Regions from separate parts of the Mus musculus genome. Here all the other regions are linked to region 7. A link is a contact called in public HiCAR-type and promoter capture Hi-C data. All regions are on one chromosome and are shown on one strand. Each heading gives the region's core, a stretch centred on a gene start, on an enhancer-like site or on the middle of the called end of the contact. The rest is flanking DNA. Distances are from core to core; before and after follow the strand shown. Region 1 holds the start of Exosc9 (exosome component 9). Region 2 holds the start of 4932438A13Rik (RIKEN cDNA 4932438A13 gene). Region 3 holds the start of Ccna2 (cyclin A2). Region 4 holds the start of Anxa5 (annexin A5). Region 5 holds the start of Skil (SKI-like). Region 6 holds the start of Bbs7 (Bardet-Biedl syndrome 7 (human)). Region 7 holds the start of Fxr1 (fragile X mental retardation gene 1, autosomal homolog).

Evidence for each region. Promoter capture Hi-C pulls out the DNA fragments that hold promoters and counts their contacts. HiCAR-type assays count read pairs that join an accessible place to other places. Capture Hi-C pulls out chosen DNA fragments and counts their contacts.
Region 1: a promoter capture Hi-C map of liver shows a contact between it and region 7, with 8 times the contacts expected there. The contact joins the promoter of Exosc9 here to the promoter of Fxr1 in region 7. A contact is called at or near these places in 8 of 39 promoter capture datasets (the C10 cell line, the HPC-7 cell line, hematopoietic stem and progenitor cells and 4 more), 1 of 484 Hi-C or Micro-C datasets (CD4 T cells), 1 of 115 datasets of contacts at active chromatin or transcription factors (double positive thymocytes) and 2 of 9 other capture datasets (adipose tissue and liver).
Region 2: a promoter capture Hi-C map of liver shows a contact between it and region 7, with 3 times the contacts expected there. The contact joins the promoter of 4932438A13Rik here to the promoter of Fxr1 in region 7. A contact is called at or near these places in 4 of 39 promoter capture datasets (hippocampal neurons, liver and pre-B cells), 1 of 115 datasets of contacts at active chromatin or transcription factors (astrocytes) and 1 of 9 other capture datasets (adipose tissue).
Region 3: a promoter capture Hi-C map of liver shows a contact between it and region 7, with 8 times the contacts expected there. The contact joins the promoter of Ccna2 here to the promoter of Fxr1 in region 7. A contact is called at or near these places in 8 of 39 promoter capture datasets (the C10 cell line, the HPC-7 cell line, hematopoietic stem and progenitor cells and 4 more), 1 of 484 Hi-C or Micro-C datasets (CD8 T cells), 1 of 115 datasets of contacts at active chromatin or transcription factors (pro-B cells) and 1 of 9 other capture datasets (liver).
Region 4: a contact with region 7 is called in a promoter capture Hi-C map of pre-B cells, with 9 times the contacts expected there. The contact joins the promoter of Anxa5 here to the promoter of Fxr1 in region 7. A contact is called at or near these places in 4 of 39 promoter capture datasets (liver, neutrophils and pre-B cells), 1 of 484 Hi-C or Micro-C datasets (CD4 T cells), 4 of 115 datasets of contacts at active chromatin or transcription factors (astrocytes, bone marrow-derived dendritic cells, regulatory T cell precursor and 1 more) and 2 of 9 other capture datasets (adipose tissue and liver).
Region 5: a contact with region 7 is called in a promoter capture Hi-C map of pre-B cells, with 6 times the contacts expected there. The contact joins the promoter of Skil here to the promoter of Fxr1 in region 7. A contact is called at or near these places in 5 of 39 promoter capture datasets (hematopoietic stem and progenitor cells, hippocampal neurons, liver and 1 more), 1 of 484 Hi-C or Micro-C datasets (CD4 T cells), 1 of 115 datasets of contacts at active chromatin or transcription factors (thymic regulatory T cells) and 1 of 9 other capture datasets (liver).
Region 6: a HiCAR-type map of astrocytes shows a contact between it and region 7, with 4 times the contacts expected there. The contact joins the promoter of Bbs7 here to the promoter of Fxr1 in region 7. A contact is called at or near these places in 2 of 39 promoter capture datasets (hippocampal neurons and liver) and 1 of 115 datasets of contacts at active chromatin or transcription factors (astrocytes).

What each region holds. Positions count from the first base shown.
Region 1 is chr3:36,551,220-36,553,919 of GRCm38.p6, reverse strand. It overlaps Exosc9 (exosome component 9), which reads right to left and starts at 1,314. Exons shown (of 12, transcript NM_019393.2): 1 at 1,169-1,314; 2 at 791-885; 3 at 1-114. The coding sequence starts at 1,234.
Region 2 is chr3:36,861,671-36,864,470 of GRCm38.p6, reverse strand. It overlaps 4932438A13Rik (RIKEN cDNA 4932438A13 gene), which reads right to left and starts at 1,365. Exons shown (of 86, transcript NM_172679.2): 1 at 1,123-1,365; 2 at 1-84.
Region 3 is chr3:36,571,582-36,574,308 of GRCm38.p6, reverse strand. Ccna2 (cyclin A2) reads left to right here and starts at 1,271. Exons shown (of 9, transcript NM_009828.3): 1 at 1,271-1,528; 2 at 2,006-2,671. The coding sequence starts at 2,486. It overlaps Bbs7 (Bardet-Biedl syndrome 7 (human)), which reads left to right. Exons shown (of 19, transcript NM_027810.3): 19 at 687-1,166. The coding sequence ends at 820.
Region 4 is chr3:36,474,550-36,477,249 of GRCm38.p6, reverse strand. Anxa5 (annexin A5) reads left to right here and starts at 1,363. Exons shown (of 13, transcript NM_009673.2): 1 at 1,363-1,677; 2 at 1,790-1,820. The coding sequence starts at 1,818. It overlaps 1810062G17Rik (RIKEN cDNA 1810062G17 gene), which reads right to left and starts at 1,313. Exons shown (of 3, transcript NM_028183.1): 1 at 1,011-1,313. The coding sequence starts at 1,115. Mir7009 (microRNA 7009) reads left to right here and starts at 1,726; the gene lies at 1,726-1,789.
Region 5 is chr3:31,093,726-31,096,425 of GRCm38.p6, reverse strand. Skil (SKI-like) reads right to left here and starts at 1,368. Exons shown (of 7, transcript NM_001039090.2): 1 at 1,269-1,368.
Region 6 is chr3:36,612,054-36,614,753 of GRCm38.p6, reverse strand. It overlaps Bbs7 (Bardet-Biedl syndrome 7 (human)), which reads left to right and starts at 1,365. Exons shown (of 19, transcript NM_027810.3): 1 at 1,365-1,504; 2 at 2,677-2,700. The coding sequence starts at 1,469.
Region 7 is chr3:34,018,721-34,021,515 of GRCm38.p6, reverse strand. It overlaps Fxr1 (fragile X mental retardation gene 1, autosomal homolog), which reads right to left and starts at 1,437. Exons shown (of 17, transcript NM_001113188.1): 1 at 1,353-1,437. The coding sequence starts at 1,403.

The sequences.
Region 1 (2,700 bases), core at 65-2,564, 2.5 Mb before region 7:
GGCTCAAAAGCTGGAGCAGCCATCTGAGAAAGCTCAAGGTTAAAAAAGAGGATACCTTCCGTTGCCCTATTGAGTTTCGGAGAAACAAGTTCACAGGAAACCTGTCCAAGGACTCTGCAAAAATAAAGGTGCAAAGCAGTCAACTAAACGTACTTTCTTTTCAATTAAAAAAAAAAAAAAAAGGGTGACGAAATCTAAAATAACAACAACAACAACAAAAACCTAAACAACACAATGTGACATAAGAGGCAGAAATTACATATAGAATGTGGTAAACTGGACCCAGCAACCTGCCTACACACACACAATAATGCACATACACAATAATAAAGGTTTTTTTTTTTAAGGGTAAGTAGATTTCACGCAGAAATAAAAAATATTGGTATACACAAAAGGATGACAGAAAGGAAATCTCTTATTTCTTACATCATTTGAGAATAAAAGGGAAACTGAGGCTTACTGATGACATGATCGATACACTCCTCACACTAGAAAATGAGACATGCAGATAACCTGTGTGATCAATGTTAGCTGTCTACATGATTTATAATGGTCATACGGAACTATGATACTCATATAACAGAAAGCACTAATGGTTGAAAGTTAAACTGCGCACAAAACTAAAAAAGGCTGGCATTAAAGAAACATATTTCTCATCAGAATAATGATAATAATAAGAATAAGAATAAGAATAGCACGTTTGGAATTCGGAGCTGCTCAGTAAACAACCGAGTCAGTATGTTGTGATTTTCACACCTCCTGTTGCATTATCTAACTTGAATCCTGTTACCTTGTTTTTCCCAGTTCCACAATACAGCATCCATAATCCGTTCCGAATGAGATCCTGATGTTCCTGTAATCATAGGTCTGTCTGCCGTCCAGGCGCTGTAAGCAAACACCATTTACTGCTTTAACATATTTATGAGTGGCAACTGTGTCTGTGTGGTCCTGGTTCCCAACGTCCCTGCCACTGAATACTGCTGGCTTAAGGTTCAAAGGAACTGGTCAGGGTCAAATACTGCCCTGAGGCTTGGGGAATGGGGAGAGTCCACACTGGGCAGCCCCCGAGTCCACACCACGACCACACAACAGGCCGAACTGACAATGTATCCACGGACAACCCGAGTCTACACCCAAAGCCACGGTGTTCACACCGCAGGCCTCGCACCTTCTTCTCCTCAATTGCGCGGAGCAGGAAGCGGCGCTCACAGTTGGAAAGCGGCGTCTCCTTCATAGTGGCGGGCCACGCAAAGGATGAACGGCACCGAGACAAGTCCGCACACCGGCTTCTTCCCGGCGCGGAAAACCGACGTCATCCAGGCGCAGGCTCGGGGGCGTGGTGTGGGCGTGGCTAGAGATCGGGGGCCGCTGGGGCCGGTACAGGCAGTGTAGCAAATCAACGAAGATTTCCCGGGTTGGTCCTGCCCGGCATCGCAGTGGAGATTAGCATCTGCAGTGCAGTCCTGTTCCTAGTTTTTTATTGAGACAGAATCTCACTCTGTCTCTGACTGAACTCAACAGAGACTTACTTATCCCTACAAGTCGTAACAGTTCTTGCTTTGGGGGTAGGAAACAAAGATTTCCCCAGCTCTTGGGTCTGGATGTCTACCATCTTCCAGGCTGACCTAAGTATTGGGATTCCCTGGCACTTCACCACAGAGACAGTCTACTGAGGATGCTGACTTTTGTCAGAGAAAGATGGAAGGGTGGTGCGAATCGGTGGAGAATCCTTGTAAGGGCTTGGGGCGGATGGGGAGGATGTAGCCGACTAAAGGTGGTTCACATGGGACCTGAGGACGGGAAAACAAGTGAAGTGTAACGTCACTGACTGGAACCTCGTTTACTGCTTATATCTCATTTTAAACCGACAGGCTTATTTTTACAGACAGACATGTGTCCTCCATCTGCTGGCCGGTGTCCTGATTCACCCACATCAAGAGCTGGTATTTGACAGCTTGCGCAACGAGTGAGGCAGCAGTAGGTGATCCTTTAGTGCCCAAATCTTCTGTTTCTCCTTTTTTATTATTGTTTTTTTATTTTAATTACAGAGTCTCACTGTGTATCACTGGAACTAACAGAGATCCACCTGACCCTGCAAAGTTGTAACAGCTCTTGCATGGGTTTAGGAAATAGGGATTTCCCCCAGCTCTTGGCTATGGCTAGCTAGCAGCTTCCAGGTTGACCTAGTTTTTGGGATTTGCAGCAACAATGAATGCTACAGCTCTTGGCCCAGGGTCTGAGACCTTGGCCCCAAAGATTTAACAACTCTGAAACGTTCCAGTTGTCAGGACTGTAGTTTCTGGTCTTGCTCTCTGTTCTCTCCAGCTGTCCCTTTTCTGTGCTGCCTTTCTTCCAGTCCCGGCTGCTTTTGAACTATTCAGCTGCTGCTTCCTCGGCTGTCCAGCTGCCCGGCCTTGCCATTGTCTCAGCGTGGCCGCCAGACTGCACAGCTGCGTATGCATCACCGCTCTCAGCTGCCCCAGCTGCTTTTCCCGTTGCCCCCTCAGTTCACAGAACAGAAAGAGAAAAGTTTCCTTGAATCAGATGCTTCAAATCCAGAGAAGACAGCACAGGGTAGTGCCTTCCAAGCATCTCACTAGGTGATCCTGAGCATACATCTTCTATTTTTCTGGATTTTTTTTCCTCTCGTAAATATAATGGTTTAATTATGGAAAACAAAGAAGTTAATGTTTTTCTACC
Region 2 (2,800 bases), core at 116-2,615, 2.8 Mb before region 7:
TTATTTTGTTTAGTTTTTTAATCTTCAATGTTGTTTATCTTTCCTCTTCTGAAGGTCCTTCTGCAGCGCTTCATCTTAACAAGTCTGAAAAGACCAGCATATCAATCAATTAGAAAAGGTATCCTAACTTTGTTGGTAGAGCAACCGTTTCAAACTAAATTATTTAAACACACCAGGAAACTCTTCAGTATTTGGTCCAATGTTACATTCCTACACCTCAAATAAGACTAAAATAATTTAAGAACCACTTTATATGTAAAAGAAACATAGGAGTCCACGAGGTAGGAGTCAGGATGCTAATGGTGACGTTCTACCTGCGAGGCACACTTAAAAGTGCAGCCTTGAAAGAATGTTTCTACTGACACCGAGTCTGCTGGAAAGAACTGTGCCTTCATTTCCTCTCTACTCTGGGCACCTGGCACATTTTATCACAGGGCACTTGCCTTGCAAACTTTTAAGGCATTTGAGTAATGGGGGGGGGGTGGCATGCTAACTGAGGGGCCATAAAGTGAGAAAGTCAGGTTTGAAACAGTTCTGTTCCAAGGTTCTCAGCTACAAAGTGGGGAAAGGCTTCACCTTTTTGTTACAAACTGTATGAGCGCATATTAAAATAGCACATAGCAGTCATTGCTAAGTCAAATATTCTGACTAACTCATCCACTTTTATACTTGTCAGATTAAATCTGCTTCGTTGTCATGCACGGGATGAAAGCAGCAACGCGAAACCACCTGAAACCTACTTTCTCCGTTCCAGAACCCATGACTGCTCAGAGGAAATTTACAAGAATTCGTCCCCTTTACCGGACATCCCACTGTCAACACCACAACCGATGGGGCGAGGAAGGAAGAAATCTAATATTCCCCGGATGGAAGATAACCCTTGTGGACCTTCCTCTGGCAGGAGAGGTGTCCACTCAGGTATGCCCTACCAGACGAGGGCCGAGCCAACCCGGGGCGCTCGGCCCTGCCCACCCCGCCAGGTCCGCGCGCCCGCCCCCCCCGCCCGCAACCCCAGCACCCGGCTGTCAGGGCCTGCTAGGCCTCCACCTTAACCTCCGACCTCCGACCTCCGACCCCCAGGCCCGCGCCACAGCCGCGACCCCGCAAACCTTCCAGACTCACCCGGAAAGGCGCTGCCCACCTCGCCACCTCCCAGCCCTCACCGCGCGCAGCCTCTCGAGCTCCTCTCACTTGACAGCACAACAGCCCCGAGTCGGGACCTCCGCTGATGCTTACACCCTCAGCCTGTAGCACGTCCAGCTCGGCCCGCCGCCTCGGACACCCATGGGGCGGAGGAGTAGAGCCGAGGCAGGAGTGGAGGCCAGCGGCACCGCAGCTGCGTCAACTGGCAGCGTATCACGTCAAGGCGCCAGCGCCTCCGTGTACGCCACTCTGGCCCCGCCCAAGAACCGAGTTAGCCCCGCCCCTCACTGGCACCAGGCCCGAACGGAGAAGCGCCGCTTGGGCCGGGGGCGGGGCCGGGGCGGGGCGGGCCGGGGCGGAGGCGGGGCCTTGGAAGGCCGGGGCAGAGGACAGGGCTTAGGCCCTAGGGATGAGATCTAGGTCAATGGGGCAAAGCCTGAGCTTCAGGACCAAACTAAAGACTAAAGTTGGAACCTGTGCCTAGAGGCGAATCCTGTTTTTACAAGAGAACAGGCCTGAGCAGAGGGGCGGGGCCATGTCCACAGGGCGTAGCCTAGTCTGAGAGACACAGGTCACTACTGATTTGAAAACTACCTTGTTCCAGATTCCAATTGTGGCGTGGGGGTTGTAAACATCGTCCTGATAATGTAGACAGTATAATCAACGTAGGAAAAGGAAGCCAGAAAAAGGAGAGTCTGCTAGCTATGGCATGCATCTCACAGAAGATGCATTTGATGTATGAAACACTGACCTAGGAAATTAACCAAATATTTTAATTTTTCACAAATTAAAACCTAAGGCTCAGGAAGTTGAAGTACTTTGTCAGTTTAGAGATCTAGGATTTGAGCCCCAGCGCCACAGCTTCCAGTACATTCTCTACACTACCTGTCAATATCTAAGCCTCTGGTTCTAAGAGTTCAGGTCACTCAACATTTCCACTTGGGGGTGGGAGCATCCACTTTTAAACAGATGTGAAGCCAGATATAATAAATAAATAAATAAAGTCTTAGCAAGAGTTCTTTGAACTAGAAGTGACTGAGATATGATTCAGTTTCCCCAAAACAAAACAAAACTGAAACTAAATTGCTCCAGAGATAAGAAGATCTTAGGATAGCAAGAAGAGAAGTATAATTCACAGCAGACTTCCTCTACAGTGAGTGAGGAATTGGAGAATCTGAACACTTACTTGTCTCCTTTCTTCTTATCCCCTGAGGAAGAGCCACCCTGAGCTACAGGTGTAAAAGAGATGACATCTTCAAGATGAGTTATTCATCGTAGAGCTTTTCTATTCCAAGGGCCTCTAACCCTGGGAAGATGATTAAGCAAAGAGTTCAGGGTGGCTCAGGAAATTTACATAGCAACACTTCCTGGCTCTTGAACCTTCCCCCTACTTTGACTTTTCACCAGCATGTGAAAAATGCAGATGGTGTCAGAAAAAGAAAAAGAAAAAAAAACTGCCTCCAGCAAATACAATGTGAACTTCTCTAGCTGGACATAGCTAAAGTATGCATAGCATCCCAGCACATTGGAAAAGCCTGGGTTTGAGACCAATAGAGAAACTTCTGGACCAGCCTGAGCTACATCAAAAAGAAAAAAAAAAAAAAGAATTTCATAACAAAAACCAGGTAATGATATTTTGTGCTATAACTTTTTTTCT
Region 3 (2,727 bases), core at 22-2,521, 2.6 Mb before region 7:
GCTTTGAAAACCAAAGTTTACCTTTGTAAATCATTTACCAGCAAATTGTCTTAATCTGATTGACTTCATGATAAAACCTGATTTAAACTGACACGAAGCTTTTTCTATTTTTTTTTTAAATCCCACTGAGTGCAAGTATTCACCTGTTTATTGTAAAAGCATTGCCATTTTGTTAGCAGATATCAGCACTCAGTCTCATTGGACCAATATAAAAAGTATCAATGGTATATTCTTTTTCTCTTCCTAAAATATACTTTTTTTCAAGGGTCTTGTATAAATAATAGACAACTTGAGTTGTCTCTGTGTTACATCTTGAAAACTCAAAGGTGCAGTAATTTCCCAGACCTCTGCACCCAGTAAGCCCATGGGTGAAGTGCTTCAGTTCAGACGTTCTTCCTGATGCAGCAGCAGTCAGTCGCTGGGATGCAGGGTGCACCGACACAGATTCAGAATCGCGACCAGTGGCTTGTCTAGGTCAGCAGTTGCAACCCATTGTTAGAAGGTTATCAAATATTTATGTCTTGAAAGTTGCTTCAAACCTTCTCCACATACACATCTGTTTTTAAAAACACCAACCTCTTCCAGGCTTGTATGTGTTGAATAATGGAGTCTCAGGTGGTGAGAGAATGCCACATGCATTGTTAAAAGAACTAATCAATAACAAGAAATAATATTTTTCTTCGTAGGTATGATTACTGATCTTTTTATAGATAAATTTAAGTTCAAAGGCACTAATGTAAAAACCAAAGTACCCATGCTCCTGGAGATTCTCGACAGCTACGACCAGAACACACTGATTTCTTTCTTCGATGCAGCATGAAAGATAAACAAGGTAGGCCAACAGGACAGCCGAAGAAGCAAGCAGAGCCTGATCAGACCCGAGGCACCTCAGATGGACGTCCCACATGTAATCAGAAGAGTGACGGCCTCTAAGCATCCCCCTACGAGTACCCATGAAAGTCCTTTTTATTGTGTACTTGAGGGGAAAAGAAGATCTTTTAGTCATTCATTTCAGGGGAATATTGCATTGAAAGTTTTAGAATACTATTAAATAAGAGCAAATAAGCTGTCTTTTGTTTTCAAAGGGTAGTTATGAAAACAATGATTACATTTTATTATATTTTATGTATGATTCTTAACTATTAAATGTGAACATTTAAGGTAATATACTTGTGTCTTTATATATTTATTTAGGTTTTGTATATATTTCTCTGTGTGTGTGTGTTTGGGTTGGTTTTTTTTTTTTTTTTTGTGGTTTTTGTTTTGTTTTGTTTTTCGAGACAGGGTTTCTCAAGACAGGATTTCTTTGTGTAGCTGACCTGGAACTAACTCTGCAGTCCAGGCTGGCCTTGCACTCAAGAGATCCACCTGCCTCTGCCTCCTGAGATGCCCGGAAAAGGCTTGGCCATCGCCTCCTGGCTGCCCGGTTTTCTTATGAACACTTTTTTTCTACTTTTGAGACATCATCTCACTACATAGCTGACTTGGACTAACTTGAATTCAGAGATCTGAAACTCTGGGATTAAAGGTATGTACCACAATGCACTTCATTTCTAAATGTAATATCTATTTGGGTCAGTGGAACTTCATGGTCTGATGTCACAACCAAGGATTAGCAAAATTAATGGACAGCTGAATTTCTTGTAGTACACCACTTGTTATCAACAATAGCTCATGTTGGCATTTTAAATTAACCCATCTTTAATTGGGGGTGGGGGTGGGGTAGTTTACTGGAATGCGGGGCATAGAGACACGCCTTTAATCCCAGATCAGTGAGCTCTGATAACGGATATCAGTGAGTCACAGGACAATTGGGACAGCATTATGAGACCCTGCCTCAAAATCAAACAACAAACAAATGATATACAGGAGAGGTGAAACAATAGTAAACAGTAAAAGTTCCAGCGTTTCCCTATGTTGTATGGCAGCATCACAGAGAAAGAGAAAGGAGTAGTGTACCCAGGACGGGGCAGTTTGTCATTCAGATCCATACGCTCCTGCCTAGGCGCCACCCAGCGACCAGGAGAAGGCGCTTCACCCCTTAGCTGAGGCGAAGGCCGACACCTCGAGGCCCCGAGGGCTTGTCTGGACCGCCCAGCGGCTCCGGCAGGATCCTATGAGGCTACAGATCCACTGAGCAGCAGAGATCGGCCGAAAGCGGCCGCCCGCCCCGCCCTCCTCTGCGCAGGCGCGTCCTCAGGCTCCCGCCCTGTAAGATTCCCGTCGGGCCTTCGCTCGCGGCGACCGGCGCTTCTGGTGACGTCACGGACTCCGGACGCCCTCATTGGTTTATTTCAATAGTCGCGGGCTACTTGAACTACAAGACCAGCAGCCGGCGGGCGGCGCGCAGCTCGCGGCTCCTGGGCTCTACGCTCCTCCCGCCTGCAGCCTCTGCTCCGCGGGTCGGCCGCCAGGGTCCCGCGCTGCTCCGGAGCGGCGGGCGCTGTGCACGCTCTGCCGCCGACAGAACCGGACCGGAGCCGCGATGCCGGGCACCTCGAGGCATTCGGGTCGCGATGCGGGCTCAGCCCTGCTCTCGCTGCATCAGGAAGACCAAGAGAATGTCAACCCCGAAAAACTGGCGCCAGCCCAGCAGCCGCGGGCGCAGGCGGTGCTGAAGGCCGGGAACGTGCGTGGACCCGCGCCGCAGCAGAAGCTCAAGACTCGACGGGTAATAGGGCGCGGGGGTCTGGAGGAGGGCCGGGCGGGAGCGGTCCTGGGTTTAGC
Region 4 (2,700 bases), core at 114-2,613, 2.5 Mb before region 7:
ACAGTGTGCCCTCTCCTCAGTGCTACGCTATATTTAGAATATTAAGGTAGGCCATTTTATGAATGTCTCCTAGGTGCTCAGAACACTCAATAGCATTCAGTCAGGCTTCCTTCCCTCTAGTAGGAAAGGCTTCTGAAAAGCCTTCTTGGGAAATAGTGTTCCTCTGCCCTCTCATGCATGAGCTCTGCCTTTCAACACGGAAAGTCAGCTTGCTCCTCCAGACTGGGGTCCAGGTGAATAAGCTAATTGTAATAGGATGTAAAGGCAACATTTGCTGGGGAAGATCAAAGGTCTGGGTCTAATAATTTATGTTACTCCTTGGCTGCAGGGCGGATCACTAGTCACTGCCAGCCGTAAGGCAGTTTTCCACAGCACTGTTAAACAGGCTTCTGCGGTCTTAACTCCAGAGAAGGAGGACACGGAGTTGAGTAGATGTAAGAAAAAAAAATACTTAGGTCAAAGACTGAAGGAGATGCTAGTAGAAAGAAAGTAGATAAGTGTGAGCGACTGAGAGATAGGTGGGCCTTAAAGGAATGCGGGGGCGAGGAGGCAGGGAAATGGTTGCATCGAAGTCATAACCGTACTTGAAGGGTCAAGTGAGAGGATCCCTTAGTGTAGGCAAACAAAACAAAACAAAACAAAAACCAAAGTAGTCTAGAAATTACAATTCCCTGGGAGAGGTGCTGGAATGTCTAAGGCTGTGGGAGCGGCTAGGTCCCCAGAGAAGGGGGCGCATGAACAGGAAAAGCAATAGGACAAGGGTACACAAGGGAAAATGGCAGGCTTCCCCTCCTCAGCGGCAGTTTTGTCTGCTTTTCCAGAAAACCATCAGTCTACCTATCAGGGCCAGACTCAGCATGTGGCAAGGCTCCCCCAACCCCCACCCTCGGTTAGCTTCTTCTTGCTCAAAAACCTGATTTTGATCCTTCTAGAACATCCGCGATCCTTTTGCAGCGTCTTTAGGCCTGGGGGCGGGCGGGGGGGGGGCGGGGAAGCTCCATCTTAGTCACCTTGCACCTGGGGTCTTTGAAGTTACAGGCTGAGTTTGGAAGTGAAACCATTTCCGCTCTGAGGCTTTGACACTGCCAGGTACAGCTCTTAAAAGAGCTGCCCATCAGCTACACGGACATCCAGAGGCAAACACTAGCACGAAACACTTGGAAAGCAGTCTGGAAAAGGTCCTCACTGTCCCATGCTTAGAGTGCGGTGCAAGACGCTGTGAGGTGCCGCTGTGACAGTCCCTAACTCTCTAGACACACCCAGACCCCTGGGCCTGCAGCGCCTCCAGCGTAGCGAAGAGTGAGCGAAAAGCCCCACGCAGGCGCAGGAGCATAGAGGCTAGGACGTGGCAGGGCGTGTCCTGATGGGGGCGCGGCCCGGGCTGGGACCTAATTAGGGAGGTGGCCATGGTAGGGGGGTGGCCTTGTCTGAGGAAAGTACCGTATCCAGGGATGTGGCAGCTGCCTGGGACAAGGCGGGGCTTATAGTGCAGCGTCTCTGGGGGCGGGACCCTGGTGGGTGTGTGATCTTGGCAGGGGCGTGGCGTGGCGGGGCCAGGTCGGGCTAGGCTGGGCTGCCCAGGGCGTTTCCGTTGCACGGAGTTGTGAAGAGTACTGCCTTGTCCTTTGGCGTGTGCATCGGTCCTGCTCTCACCCGCAGCCTGCGCTCTACTGCCTGGTAAGTGGCCGTAGTCCCGGGAGCGACTCCTCCACCAAGGGCTCAGGGCCCTTTTGGGGTCAGGGGACCAGAGCTCCAGTGACCCTGTCTCTCTTTTCCCCTCTCCCTGCAGCTCCAGTCCACTCCTGACCGACAGCATCATGGTAAGCCGTGTGACCGCGACCAGGGCGATCGGGACCCTCTCTGAAGGCAGCTGCCTTCGCAGTCTCTTGGTTTTCGCCTTTCCCATCTGTGTCCCGCTCTGTGTCCTCTCTGTGACCTCTTGGGTGTCCCCCTCCGTGTGCGCTCTCCTGTTTTCTCCCTCGCCCCGGAGTGTCCGGAACCAGCCGGTGTTTCTCCCCGGTGCATGTGAATCAGGCCGCCCCAAATCCAGAGTTGCCAAAATTAGATCCGGAGCAGGAACAGTTCTCTTGGTCATGTGAGGAGAACGCCCTTTGGCTTCCCCTATTTTTTTATTTTTCCCGCAGTTTCCTGTGTTTGAATACTGGGTGTGCGTGGGCAATCTCCATGGTGCTTCAGGGGAGCTTTTTCCAGCGCAAGGCGCAACTTATTTAACAGGAACCGACTGTGCCTTTTCTTTCTCTTTTTCTGCTAAAGGCAGTGAACCAAAAAGCTGGGTTTCCAAAGTAATGAACTGGCAAAACGAGTTCTGAATTGAATTTGCCTTGGGATTCTTTCAGAAGTTGACTTCCGAATAGGTTTTTGTTGTTGTCATTGTTTTAGGAGATCTCTTAGTATTTTTCAAGACTGTAGCAAAGAAAAGTTGATTTTTGTTTTGTTTTGTTTTGTTTTCCAAGCTAGGGTTCCTCTGTGTTGCCTTGGCTGGCCTCGAACTCACAGACTGCCTCTGCTGAGGGCTAGAACTAAAAGCCTTCACCACCACCGCCCAGCGTATGTAGTAATTTTTCAAAGCTGGTCATGTGAAGAAGTTATCATACCTAAAATATTCCGCCCTGAGGCAAAGTGGTTATACCTGGAATCCCACATCTTGGGAGGTAGAGGCAGGAGGATCAGGAGTGAAAG
Region 5 (2,700 bases), core at 119-2,618, 2.9 Mb after region 7:
TCTCAACTATGCATGCCATTTAAATTTTAAAAAACAATCCTTTCTCGTTAGAAAAAAAAAAAAAAAAAACCTGTAGTTTCTGGTCTCCCCACCCCCCAAGATACATGTTAATATACCTACCATATGCAACTAAACTTCAAGTACATTCATACATACTATCTTTTTGGAATGAAGAAGAAAAAAAAACTTTCCCTTTAAAAGGTTAGCGAATTTGCCTAATGGAAGCCAAAAGCTGTAAGACTCCACGCCTGGAAATCTCCATCCATGAGCAAGACTAATCCGGGACAAAAAGCACAAGGCAGACAGACCTCACAAAGAATGCAAATGGAGGCAGAGTGGCGAAAAAGAGTATTCATCCACTTCCCTCCCTGGAGAAAACCCAGTAAAAGCCGACAAATAAAAAGCTTTGCTTCTAAACTCCCAGCAATTTATGTTAACACAAACCCAGAGAATTATGGACGAAAGCCACCTAGCCACCGTACTGTGACTTTCGCCACTACAGGGACACCTCAGCCAAGGCGAGCCAAGGAAAAGGGCAGAAGGCATGACCTAGACCAGGGGCGCCCCCACAGCCCTGCGCACACGCAGAGACACCCACTCATCATCAACCCAAAGGACAGGGAAGCAGGGGACTCCCGGCGTCTGGTGAGGTGAGAGGGGGCAGAGGAAGTAGGAGTCCTCCCAACCCCCACCTCTGTGACTGGGATCACCCTAAGTGCCCTCCCCACATCGCCCCACTGCGGGGGCCGCCGGTGGAAATACCCCACGCCCCCGGCCCGCGGGAAGTTCTCTAGGGTTACCTAGGCGCCCCAGGGCTGCGCCTCCCCCCACTTGACCCACCCTGAGCCGTGGCACCCACAGGGGCGCGGGCAGGTTAGGCGCCAAGCCCGGAAGCCCGCGTCGCCGGACGCTTAGAGCTGGGGCCAGCCCGGGGCATCCCCGCCGAGCGCAGACGGCCGGGGGATGGCGGCGATGACCAGGGTCCAGGTCTCCTGGGTCCCGGCGGCTCGGGTCAAGTGCACCGCCATCCCCTCCCAGCTGACCCGTCCCAGAATCCGCGAGGCCTGTACACCCGTGGGACCCCCGCCGCGCGCCCTGTGCCCGCGACCCCGCCCGGGACCCCCACGCATCCCGGACGCCCCACTCAGGCCCTCCGCGCCCGGGCAGACCCCCGGGCTCTGTGCCCTCCCCATCACCCCCGCCGCCGCCGCCTCAGCGCCCCCAGAGGCCGCACGCCCCTCGCGTCCCCTCGCGACCTGCGGCCGCACCTGTGCCCGCCGTCGCCGTCGCCGTCGCTCGCCAGCCGCCTTCGCTGTGCCGGCGCCGCTCCGAACCCCACACACATCGCTACACACAGCCTCTGACGTCACCCGGCCCGCGGCCCGCCCACGTCACTGCGGAGACACGGCTTCCCGCAGACGCCGCCGCCGTCTCCGGCCGCCCGGGGGACAGCGAGGGCGGCGGGCGGGGGAGGGGAGGGAACGAAGCCAGCGGCGCCGCGCGGCCCCGCGCCAGCCAGCCCCTCGGGCGCGCGCGCCGTCTGGCCTATTGTGGCTCCCGGCGGGCTGCACACTGCAGGCTGCGCGCGCGTCCCCAGCCCCGACCGGGGCGCGCGCCTGGCGCCTCGGCCGCGCACGCGCGTGCTCCCGCTCCCCCGCCCCCCTCGCGCGTACCCCGCGCTGCTGGCCCGGCGCGCCGTCTGGGCGGCTGGCGCACGGCGCTGTCTGCGGTGCCCGGCTCAGACAGGATGTTCCCTCGGCCCCACCCCCGCCGCCCTCCTTCCTTCCTCGAGTCGCTCAGCCGGCTGTCTGGGGCCGCCCTCGCCACGCCCGCCGCCGTGTGGCGACGGGCCAGACCTGGGGGCGCCCTGGCCGCCGGGCCGCCGCGCTGCGAGGCGGGGGGGGTGAGAAGGGGGAGAGGGGGCAGGGCGCGGCGGGCTGCACTGTGCGCGACCCCGGCAGCTGGCCGCGCCCGAGGTCAGGCTCGGCCAGCAGCCCCCCTCAACCCCCGCGGCCGCAGCTGGCCGCCCGGCCCCGCCCCGGAGGTGGCCTGCGGGTGGCTCCCCGCCGCGACCCCCGGGCTGAGCCCGCCGCGCAGACGCCCCCGCGCTGCCACCGCCCCCCCCCCCGCAGCGCCACCACCTGCCCCCGTGCTCCCCGCTCCCAGTGTTGCCACCCTCCCCCCGCCCAGTGCCGACGTCGCGGGGCCTCTCGCCCCCGTGGGGCCTCCCGCCGCGGCCGCCCTGCCAGCTGCCGGTGAGCAGCCCCGCCTGGCCGCTCTGGGGTGGCCTGACCCGGCCGCCATCGCCCCAGAGTCCGCGGTTTGCGCACCGCGGGGACAGATCTTGCTGCCCCAGCTGCTCTTAGCCTCCATAAGTGACCCATTCTGATTCACTAAGCACTTTGGTTGGTGTTTTCGGGTGTGTTTTTTTCTTTCTTTCTTTCTTTTTAATTTTTCCAGAGACGGTAAGAGGTGGAGGAAGATAACCACTTTCGGCTGCCACCTCGAACCGCCGGCGGGGGTGGGTGAGGGGACTTCCTAGCCAACGTATCCAGGATAGCTCGAATATTCAACTCTGTGAAGCTAGCCCGTCATATTTCGAAACACCAAGAAATCCCCTTTTCTCCACCCCACCGCAGGATCAGGAACTGAAATAGCGCAGCGAGTAGCACTGCGCAGACTTAGGGAACTCGAGCTTCG
Region 6 (2,700 bases), core at 116-2,615, 2.6 Mb before region 7:
ACAACTCTAGTTCATATCCGTTGGAAGGATTGCACCTGCTGATGCTCTTTTTGTTAGTAGCCTGAAGGTAGAACAAGACAAGTGGCAAGAGACTGTGTGTGAGATGTGCATGGGGGTGTGTGCATGGGTGTGTGTGTGTGTGTGTGTGTGTGTGTGTGTGTGTGTGTGTGTGTGTGTTTCTCTTGTGTCCTGTTTTGGTTTGGTATGAGGAAATGCTGGCCTACAAGAGTTTGAAAAAGCCCCATCCTTTCAATTTTAGGAAATAGTTTGGGAAGAATTGGTGCTTTTGTTTGAAGTCGCCTGTCCTGAACTTTCTTTTTAAGGTGACTTCTCATTACTTGCTATTGGTTTTTTTGTTTGTTTGTTTGGTTTGGTTTTGGTTTTGGTTTTTCGAGACAGGGTTTCTCTGTGTAGCCCTGACTGTCCTGGAACTCACTTTGTAGACCAGACTGGCCTCGAACTCAGAAATCCGCCTGCCTCTGCCTCCCGAGTTTACTCAGATTTTCTGTGTCGTTACTGTCTAGTTTCTCCGCTTATTCTATTGTTTCAAACTCATTTCTTAGGTATTATTATTATGTTTCGATTTGATTTGTTTGACTCAGAGTCTTGTACTGTGGCCCTGGGGGAGGGGAGTGTAGTTATAGAATGGGAGGAAGAGGATTGGCAAGATGGCTCAGCAGGTAATGGGCAGGTTGCCACCAAGCCCAACGATCCTCAGGGTGGAAAGAATGACTCCTGAAAGTTGTACTCAGACTTCGACATGACCTCCAAAACACACACACACACACACACACACACACACACACACACACACACACACACACACACTACATAAATACAGTTTATGGGGGGTTGTTGTTTTAGAATTTGCGTGCCAGGCTGGAAGGTGGCTCAGTGTTTTTAAGAGCACTTGCTGCTCTTGCACAGGACCCAAGATTAGGTTTCTTAACAAACACATGGGAGTCCCAAGGCCCTGGCCTCCTTAGAAGGCAACACGCATGTGATGCACATTAATACATCAGGCACTATTCATATACACACAAAACAAAAATAAATATTTGAGGGGAAAATTTGTATGACAAAGCCTAAAATGAAGAACCAGGAGTAGAACAAGGCACAAAATATTCGCTTCTCCAGAGTTTCATTCAGAGCTGAAGGAACATGCATGAGCGAAGCTCCAGCGAAGCTCCAAGCAGATCGCTGGCCCAGCGGCCCAGAGCTGGGAGGCAGAGAATGCGCCCCGGTTGCCTTGGAAACCGGCCAGCGTCTGAGGACCGTTCCCTCCGCCCCCCTTTCCTGGTGCAGCTCCCCGGGAGAGGGCGGGGCTTCACAGTGAGCTAAGATGGGTCACGTGTCGAGCCCGCGTTGCTGGGCGCCGCTGCCCTGACGCAGGCCGGCTCGTCAGTCTAGTGGTGGGCTCTCCGAGGGAAGGCTTCCACAGCGGGTCCCGCCTCTCCGTGCGGCCGCCATGGATCTGACGTTAAGCCGGGCAGACTACCTCCAGGTAAACCGATTGGCGGGCGCCCTCGTGGGTGGACGCGGGCCTGGGGAAGCCCCGGTCCCTCCAGGCCCGGGTCCTGGGGGTGTCCCAGCCGCTCCCAGTGGTCTCGACCGCCCTGTCACTCCCACTGGGCCTGACCACACCAGCCAGATTTCAATGAACCATCACAGCCCTAATGAACTGACTAAATCATCACAAAAATTTGCCACTAAGGTAGTTAGTGCAAATGAAGAATTAGGAGCCCAGAGAAGGTAAATACTTGGCCCCGTAGTAACAAATCATGCAGTTGCTGTTTGAATCAAAGCGCCGGACTCCAGAGCGGGCATCCCTGTGGTGCATGGCTTCTTATCCCTCCTACCCATCTCTTAAGAAGTTCTTCGTGGTATAAACATCCACTTAGTTCCCCAGGGCGTTGGGCCAGATAGTTCTCTTTAGTATTTTATGGAAGCTACACCCTGACAATATCTCTTGGATCTGTCCAATTAGTCACCATCTCTGTGATTCCCAGTTTGGGTTCTCATCTTTAGCTTGGATGGATAGGACCTACAATCTCCAAGTCCAACTTCCCCAAGCTATGGTTCAAAGCACTTGACAATGTTAAACTAAATGGATTGCTTAAAACTGTAGCAGCGTGCCTAAAAATTCAGAATAGTTATACATGCACCAAGCAGGTTTTCTCATGATTGGTTGTTTTTAAGTTCTGGTGACAGTCACCTTTGATGAACAAGTCATGCTGTTTTTCCTCGCTGTGCCTTTTGTAAATAGTCATGGTCAGTTTCACTGGAATCTTAGGATGTCAGCAGGTATGTTATTTCAGCGGAAGTCCCCTATTTCCCATCACTAATAGGAAGGGCTTCTGAAGATATTTTCTGAAGCTCCTTGCCAGTAATGTTACACGATTATATATATATTTTAAACGTTTTGGATTGTTTCCTGTATTCCGACCTTCTCTGACATATTTCATCAAAATGAAAGTTAACTGATAAGAATATACATTTCAGTGAGAAAAAAAAAAACCTAAAACTGAAAAAAACTAAAACTCCCATGATGTGGTCTGTTCTTCTTAAATTATCAATGTAAGAACTTCAAATTACAGCATGTCCGAAAGCATCCACTTTCGGATGTTCAAATTACAGCATGTAGAAAGCAACTAGCTGGCTGTTCTGTTTCCTTAGGTCGGAGTGACCTCTCAGAAAACT
Region 7 (2,795 bases), core at 188-2,687:
TGATACTAAAGGCTTTAACACTCACTCTTACTACTTAGTTGGCCACCAGAGATTTTACAATCAAAATTTACAAAACAAAATTTAAAAAAGTATACTTATCATTCTTTGTCAATGAGCTACTGCCTATATTATTACCACGTGACAAATCACCTCCATACAGCTAATAAGCAAGCTAGAAAGGGAAAAGCAAAACACTGAAAAATTAGGAAATCGTTAATACCAAATAAAATCCTCTGGAATAAAGGAGCCATTGAAATGAAAACCTGTGAGAAACCATTTTAAGTACATACAATACTCATGTACTAGAAGAGAGCCTTCATAAAAATAGCCAAGACTCTCAAACATCTGAGATGCTGGCTTGGAGAATGACTGACAGACAACAGCTGAGAAGGTTTTGTGTTGATTTGTTAAGATTCTCGCACACTTTGGGGAGAAAAAAAAATAAGGAGAAGGGGCCGTTACTATGGAAAAACTGTTCAGCCTTCGTGTTCTGCTTGGTGCCCCCTCCCCCTTTTCCAATAGAAGCAAGCGCCTTACAAATTCCTCCACTCTAGAATCCTCCCTCTGTCTCCGAGGCCAGCCTCCACGGCAATGCATGGCCTCTTCTCAAAGGAAACAAAAAGAACCTCGTGGAAGAGGACTTAAAAAGCAAAAACAAAAAACAAAAAACCCACCTTCCCAGGGGCTGGGAAGACACGCGTCCCTCCCACCTGCCGCCTGGCCTCGGGTCACCTTTGAACCCTTCCTTCGGAATTCGCATTTCTCCCGGGCCGAGGGGCGAAGGGGCCGCCCGCTCCCCAGGCCGCGGCCACCAGGGCCCGCCGCCCGTCCGGGTTTCCACGCGGGCGGGCGGGCGCCGTGGGTTCGCAGGGCCCCCGGGGCAGCACAAGCCGGGGTAGGCCGGGGAGTCAGCCATTCATGCCGCGGGCGGGAGGGCGGGCGGGCGGAGAGGAGCCTGGCGGGCCCGGCCGCCGCCGCGGGGTCGCAGTGAGCTGCCCGCCTCAGTCCGTCCCTCAGTCCGCCCGTCCGCGCCCCCCACCCCGCCAGGCCTCGGCGGCGCGCCCGCACCACAGCCCGCCGCTCCAGCCCGCCCGCCCGCCCGCGTCCCGGAGGCCTCGACCCAGGACGCTCCGGGACAGGAGGCAAGCCAGCACCCGCCGCCTTGTTTCCAAACATAACGGAGCCTGGGCCCCGAGACCGTTAAACCGCGCCGAGGGCAGAGGCCAGCAGCACGGCCCAGCTGCCTCCCCCGCCACCACCTGACACCTCTCCTCGGCCCCCGGGGTCCCCGGCGCCCCTTGACCCCGCTCCCAGTGCCCAGCTCCCATCCCCGGCCGCCCCGCGGCCCGTACCTTGTAGAAAGCCCCGTTGGAGCCGCGAACCTCCACCGTCAGCTCCGCCATGTTGGAACCGCAAAGGCTGCTGGGAAGAGATTCTAGAAACTTTCCAACGCGAGGGGAGGAGGGGGGAGGGGCGAGCGTCGCGGGGGAGGGGCGGGCGGGCGGGAGGGCGGGACGCTCCCGGCCCGCTCCCGGGCTCTCCGCTAGCGGCGCCGCTCTGCGCGGGTCCTTGGGCGGCTACCCAGCGGCAGGCCGGTCCGCCCACGCCCACGCCCGCGCGGCCCGCCTCGCGCACAATGAGTGAGGCGGACCCGCCCGGCGCGCCACCCTCGCCCCAGGATCCGCGCGGCCGGCGACGCTCCCTACGGGCTCTTCCCGTCAGGAAGCGCGGCCTGGCGGGCGCTCGGGCTCGGCCAGAGCGCATGGCCGGCCGACACTCTCAGGTTTGCCCTCATGGAGCCTTCCCTCTGGAGCCTCGGGCCGTCCCCTTGAAGAGCCTTTCCCAGGACGAACCCGGGACTCGGGGCTTCCCCCGAGCCTCACGCAGTTCTCAGGCCTCGCCTCGCGCGAAGGCAGCTCACTCACCTGTCACCGACCGAGCACGGTTACCTTAATACGTTATTAAAGGCTCGGGAAACCTAGGCTAATTTTGTGGGGGGATCCTGTTTGAGACACAGTTCTCTACCCCTGGGTGGCCTTGAACCCACAGAACTGCTTCTGCCTCTGGCCATCGGAGTGCTGGCATTACTTTTAAAAAATTTTAAACAATGGGAAAGTGTATTCCTCCCACCCCTGATAGGTTACACGTGGGAAGTTTTGCAAAGAGGATCCAAGAACCTATTGGGTTTTGTGTTGTGTGACTTTACCAGAAACGCCACCAGTTCTAGAAGCTTTGTGGCACTCATACTTAGTTTGATAAGTTAATGCCAACTTCTGAAAGCAAGGCTTTTGGAAATAGTACTTAAAAGAATTCATTTGTATGTGCATCTTTACATAACTTTTCAGCGACGCATGATGTATTTGTCTTTCCTTTATTTGGAGCTCAAATTGACCACCCTGCCTCCCACCTCCAGGTGCCAGTTGGGCTAACAGGCTCAGTTCCCCCACGGTTACCTGTTACTCTGAGACAAGTCTCACTAAGCAGTCCAAGATGGCCTTCGATTTACCTCCCATTCTCTTGTCTTAGCCTCCAGAGTGCTGGCTTTACTGGTGTGAGCTCCTGGCCCCTAGCAACCTGGTTTGTATAAAGTACATTTTCTTTATACAAGATTAGCCCTTTTAAAAATGTACAGTTCAGCGTCTATCACCAGGATCAGTATAAAACATTTTCATCACAAACAACAATAAATAAGTAAAAATAAAAAGCACTTGTGCTTGTTGCTGTTCCCCAATTCTCCTGAATTCCCTGGATTCTAGGAAACTGCCCATGTGTTTTCTATGTAGAGATTTGCCTAG